Regions from separate parts of the Sus scrofa genome. Here region 2 is linked to region 1. Evidence: chromatin contacts called from public Hi-C data. All regions are on one chromosome and are shown on one strand. The core of a region is the stretch at or near the end of the contact, and the rest is flanking DNA. Distances in the headings are between cores, read along the strand shown.

Region 1 (3,209 bases), core at 182-2,681:
AAGCAAAAAACAAAAACAGATCATAACAAAAGTGTGGGTCAGGATGTGAAGAAATTAGAATCTCCAAACACTCCTTGTAGAAATGTAAATGGGTACCACCACTGTGGAAAACAGTCTGACAGTTTCTCAAAATGTTACACAAGGAGTTACTGCATGTATGATCCAGCAATTCCACTCTTAGGTATATATGTAAGAAAAATAAAAATATTATTTGAGTCTACATGAAACCCATTACAGGGGCAGAAAACAGATTAGTGGTTGCCTGGGGTGGGGCTAGGAGAAGTGAGAGTAAATAGGAACAACTGTGAATGGGCAAAGCGTTTCTTTCTGGGGGTAGTGAAAATGTTCTAAAATAAGACTGTATTTATACAACTTTGTGAATATACTAAAAACCCACTGAACTACACAGTTTAACAGGTGAACTATGTGGCATGAGAATTGTATCTAAAGCTGTTTGAAATAACTGAAGTTTTTTAAAAAAGGAACTAATCCACGCCTTCCACATTCACATAGCTTATACCAAACTAAGTAGAAAGCCCATTGCAATGCATTTTCCACCCTCTCTTGTCTGTGTCCTAGTTACTCTAGTCAAAGGAGGGAAAAGGCAAAAAGGAGAAAAGAAGGCCTGAACCATTCAGTCCATATACCCTGCCTGCCTGAAGTAGGGGCTGAGAGATGAAACTAACTACCCTGGAGAGTAGGGTCCTGGTGACTGCTACATGCTCGGTGAAAAACCCCTCATTTCTTTGCTCTCTCTTCCACCTAGGATCATGCTACATCAGCTCCATCTAAATTTAAAATAATATCCCATTTGCCACCTATTCTACGAAGCCTTCCCTAGCCAATAACCTCTCTGGATTTCCATAGCATTCTTGGCTCTGCTTTTGGAGTCTAATGAAGCAGGCATATACAGCTGTCTCAGAACTGTTCCCTCCTTCCTCTTGGTAAATTATTTACGTACCTCCAGGGCAATGACCTTAACCCATTATACCTGCTAGGCACTATATATGGCACTCAACAACAGGGTGCCCAAGAAAATCTGGGAGTTAGGGCTACTTTTGAGAAATGATTTCAACATTCTTCGCAATTAAGGGAAGTCGATTCATCCCCTTCTGGATTTCCCATTTTACTAACCAACTAAAATTTTCAGGTTTTTGCTCTTTGTTCCAGCCTCACAACCTTCCCAACTCTGCCCTAGGGAAAAAAGAAAACAAACACACCAAACCCACAGATAAACAGTCCACATCTGAAGGTAAAGCTTCCAGCTGGCAGCCACGCAGGAAAAGCCAGCCATCTCACCCACTCGTCTGCATTCTAAGGAAGAAAACAGCCCGTTCCCTCTTGCTGCTACCTCAGTTCTAACAGAGGCCAGAGACACGCTCTGTTCCCTGAGTCTGCCCAGCCTACTTCACTCTGAATCGTTCAACTGTGCTGGGAAAACCAGACACCCTCCCCAGCTGGCAGAATTCCTAAGAGGCTGGGCCTGCTTCTGATCTCTGCAAGAAGGAGAGGAGAAACACAGGCTTGAGTGTGCAGACCTGTGTATTTGCAGCTTTGGGTATTTGTAGCCTTTGGAATCGTCAGAAAAAGCAGTCAGTTCCACTTTTTACATAATGTTCTGCCAAGCCCAAGCCTTCAGCCTGTCTGAGGCAGAGTGGGTAAGGGACTGGATGAAGGTACGTTTCATGATGCCCTCCCACCTCCAGCCCATCCTCCCCATCCTGTCCTGTAGCTGGGACATCAACAAGCAAACACGCTCAGAAGCTGAGGAATAACTGCAGACAATATTAAATCCTAACACCCTCCTTAAGAAAATGAAAACCAAATAGAATAAGCTTGCCCACATCTATATGCAGGTGAACAAAGTCATGTACAGTGCCAGTCCACCTCCTTCTCCACTGCCCCACAGCTCTGCACAGCCACAGCTGCATGCTGGCCCCATGAGGCACCACCCCCCTTCCCTTTCCTTCCAAATACCATACAGCAGATCTACACTGTCTAGACACAACAGCACGCCACAGAGCCACGCAGAAGAGACACCCACAAGACACAGAGGGCAACTCCACTCCTCCAAAGAGATAACTTCCCGCAGTGTGACTGGCAGCTTTTCAGACAAACCATTTTAGGCAAAGGGATTATGTATGTAGCACTGAACTCCTGACTTAGAGAAGTGTCCACAGTGCGCTTTTTTGACTCCCCCACTACCCTGGCAGAACAAAGTGATTTATTTTCAGAAAAACAAAACACCAATAACCTACTTTTCATGAAAGCCTCCAGTCCATCTGACAAGCAGGTTTCAGAGAATTCTGGAGCACAGAGGTGATTTTTCCTGTGTATTTTCCAAGAGCAGGTTGTTCCCACCACCACTGTGGGTCAATAGGTGAAGGCCACTGGGCTCACGGTCATCAGCCCATTGGATCCCAACTGCCTGGAACTTGCCAGGTTGCCTGGCCCTGTCCCTTAAAACACAGCCACTCCAACTAGGCCTCCAATCTGAAGCCTGCAAGAGAGTGGAAGTAAAAGGGATCCCGGGTGGGCACTGTCAGCTCTACAGACACAAACCATGTCAGAGGGTCCCTCCTCCTGCTCCACCAAGCCACGAGGACACTGGGGTTACCAACCTCACAGGTCTAAGGAGCTGCTCTGCAAGTTGAGGAAATGGAAGATCTGAAGGTGGGAAAAGAAATGTGCTCAATAGGGGCCTCCCATAGCCATTACACAGCAGCTTTTAAACATACTGGAGGTACGTTTTCTGCCAAAGAGCAGCTTTCCCAAAGCCCAGCTGATCTCTGCTCCAAGAATGAAGTTATTAAACCCTATTAAAAAGGCAGCAGGAAATAGACAGCCAGGCTAGCTGCACTCTCGGGAAATGTGAGTCCCACATCAACTTCAGCCAAGAACTCACTATTAGCAGGTGACTGCCCTCTCTTTTTCATCCGAAAAGTTAAAGATATCACTTGCTTTTACCTTATGCCAAACATGTTCTGCGGCTCAAACAGCATAATAAAGGCAACAGGGCTTTGCAGCATTTAAACTTCTTTCCAGATATAAGGTGGAGTATGCTGTGCTGGCTCCTGAGATCAGTCAGGCAAGTAAACCCAAAGATCAGCGCGCCCAGCCAGCAGGCCCCAGTTTTCCTGTGTACCATTCCCACTGATGTTCACATCGCGTGCTTCACAGTGGGTGAGCCAATAACCCCATCAGTCCGT
Region 2 (3,038 bases), core at 420-2,919, 200 kb after region 1:
CTGGACAGGAATCCCAGTCCAGGGAAGAATCTAGGGAAGTGTGTGGTCTGTGTGAGCTCTGAACATGGAAGAAAGTTTTCCATAAAGTTAATAAGGTTTTTAAAAATTATAGTTGATTTACAGTGTTGTGTCTACTTCTGCTGTACAGAAAAGTGACCCAGTCATACTGATGTGTTTTGACTGTTTGACTTTTATGGGGGCGAGGGGAGTGTTTCTGACCCATAGAAACACATACCCAGTACTTTGTCTACCGAAGATGTGCAGCTGTTAGCTGTGACCTATCAGCAGTTCAAAATAATTCAAATGGAAGGTTAACAGTGACCCCTCGTGGTTGGATTTCACCATGCTTTGTAGTTGAATTGGTCATCGTGACTTTTAAATGCTGGCATATCTTAGATTTGTAGGATCATACTTAAAAACGAATATTGATTACTCTCGTCACCAGGATGGTGAATTACCTTATTGCCACTCTGCAAAGTCATTTGCTTTACTTTGTTAATTCTCAATCGTTTCAGTAAGGGAATCCCTGTAAAATGTAAAAAGAAAGGAAGGGAGGGAGGAGGAAGGGAGAGTGGGAGTGAGGAAGAGAGAGGAAAGAAAGAAGAAAGGAAGAGAGAGGAAAGAAAGAAGAAAGGAAGAGAGAGGAAAGAAAGAAGAAAGGAAGAGAGAGGAAAGAAAGAAAGAAAGGGAGAGAAAAAGAAGGAAGGGAAGGAAGGAAGGAACGAAAGAGGGAGGAAAAAAAGAAATAGTATCTACCTACACACATGTATCATGAACAGAATACATATGGTGTATATGGGATTCATAGGCCTTTAAAATGCAAAACTACACATCTGGATATCATTGGTCTAGATTATATTATGAGTAATCTGATTGCTGGATTTGTTTTTGTTGTACCTAGGAAGACTCCATCTCTGAAGTAAATTATATCCTTGAAAGACCAAGCTACCCTCTGAAGAAATACCCAGTGCATGAGCAGAGATTTTTTTAAGCTGCTGTCCTACGTAAGTAAGCAGCTTAAATGCCTTTTCTTGATTTGTTAAAATAATTTCAGTTTCCATCTGTCAATATGAAGTAACTAGAAGATGTGGTGGACAGAATTTGAGGAGGAGATAAGAACCACATTCTTCCTTCACACGATATAATATTGGTCTGCCAGCAATCTTGCCTCCTCTTATACCCTTCTCTCTCTCTCTCCCCTTACATAATGGCCCCTCTTTCAGCTCCTCGAACACAAGTTCTTTCCTGCTCTGGGGCCTCTGCATGTGCTTTCTGCCTGGAATACTTTTTCTTGATCCTGTTTGGATCTCTTCTGTTTATCCTCAGGTCTCATGACTTTCCATGGCATTCCCTCCTTCTCTGAGGTACATACACCTTTTAGCACCCTGTATTTTTCTTTTGTAAAGTATGACACAGCTTGTTATATTTTTATGTGGGTCAGTTGTTTAAAAATCTGTCCCTTCTACTTGATCAAAAACGTTCCCGAGGTCAGGGCCTCTGTTGTCCTGCTCACTATTTTACAGCCAGCATTACAATGGGATCCCATTTAACCTAGGTGAACTAAACCACGTACCCTAAACAAGAACCTAACTGCCCCCCCCCACTGTCCTGTCACCACCCTTGCATCAGATGACCTTCCACTGTGGTTGGTGCTCAGTAAATATTTTTTGAGTGACTGTTGAATGAGGTGATGAGGCAACTCTCAAATTCAGATATGTGGTAAGAAGTTGGTCACACTGTGGGCTGTCCTCATTTCTCAGGTTTTCTCTTCTTTCCGATCCTACCCAGGCACAAGATAAGAATAGCTCTTCCTTGTTAACTGCTTCCTGAGTGCCAGGAACTAGCCCAAATACTTCACTTGTATTAAATGAGTTAATATTTAATTATCACAACAACCCTACGAACTATGAAGTAGGTCCTATCATGGGTTCCATTTTACAGATAAGGAGAGGTTAGGTACCTTGCTCAAGGTAACATGGTCACTGAACCCAGGTAATCTGGCTTCAGTGACCATGCTTTTAACCATTACATTCCACTGTTCCATACACCTAGAGTATGTACTAGAACCCTGAGGAGAAAGGCCTCTGCGCCCTTTGGAACCCGAGCAGAGCTCATGGATGTTGCTCTTGAATATCCCGCATGAAAGTCCTGTAGTGTTGTATCATGTAGTCCCTCATTCTAGCAACACTGAAATAATTACAGCTCTTTTTAAACAATAAGGGAGTGTGCCACAAGTCACCTTGTCCAGGGATGCCCAGGATTCCCTGCCTTCAGCCAAAGGAATGTGGAGGACAGCTCAGTAATTTCCCATTTTGTAGGCTTCTACCTTAGAACGTTCTGCTTGGTAGATTAAAGGATGATTCTGGGCCACCTAATCGCTGGTCGCCAAAATAGTCATCTGGGCATTTATTAGGTGGTTGTACAGAACACAGCCCACATAATTACCACCTGGGGAACATGACCCACATGATTACCAAATGCCAAATTGTGTTAACTTTCAACATGGCTAACATCAAGTTACATAAAGCCCTGAACCAGCTGATATGTGGGTTGTGATGTAAGGGGTTAGAGAGAAGGTAAGAAAAAAAATTAGTAAATTCTATCTTAGGAAATAGGTTTCCTTTATAACATGAGTTCCCACCCAGTGGTTTGGAATATGTTCATATGCCTTCGCTGAAAGCTCTCCATACCATCTCTTCCAGACCCCATTTGAGTCATGGATTCCTGGTGAGGCTGGGTTCTGAAGGACTGTGTTAGTGAAAGTTTTCATGGTGTAAAGAACCCAGGTGACTTTGGCTCATGTTAAGCAAACGGGGCATTGGATAGAAAGATGTTGAGTTCTTGGTGAATTTAGGGAAGATCCAAACAAGCAGGGTCTAGCAGCTAATAGGGGACAACTAGAGTCACCCCTGTGCACTGAGAAGACAGCCCTGGAGAGGAGCATTTGGGAGAAGACCCAGCAGGTTTCTACTCCTTGTCCCTATCTCCTGGCTGCTTGGACTAGAAACAGTGAATCCAATTGTGTGACTAGGGAGTGT

What was found. Hi-C and Micro-C count contacts between places; a contact is called where the count stands out from the background.
Region 2: a contact with region 1 is called in a Hi-C map of liver, with 6 times the contacts expected there. The contact joins two enhancer-like sites. A contact is called at or near these places in 2 of 47 Hi-C or Micro-C datasets (epiblast stem cells and liver).

The regions. Positions count from the first base shown.
Region 1 is chr1:217,146,385-217,149,593 of Sscrofa11.1, forward strand. The region is part of intron 8 of RCL1 (RNA 3'-terminal phosphate cyclase-like protein); the gene reads right to left. Among named protein-coding and RNA genes, the nearest start is that of MIR101-1, 4.9 kb to the right of the region's middle. Within about 2 kb of position 1,432, at least 24 of the 83 cell types and tissues checked have an H3K27ac peak or open chromatin away from gene starts, as enhancers often do. A contact at or near this core is called in liver, where this site is marked.
Region 2 is chr1:217,345,707-217,348,744 of Sscrofa11.1, forward strand. SPATA6L (spermatogenesis associated 6-like protein) reads left to right here. Exons shown (of 13, transcript XM_021064067.1): 12 at 902-1,004. The coding sequence ends at 991. Among named protein-coding and RNA genes, the nearest start is that of CDC37L1, 59 kb to the left of the region's middle. Within about 2 kb of position 1,670, at least 6 of the 83 cell types and tissues checked have an H3K27ac peak or open chromatin away from gene starts, as enhancers often do. A contact at or near this core is called in liver, where this site is marked.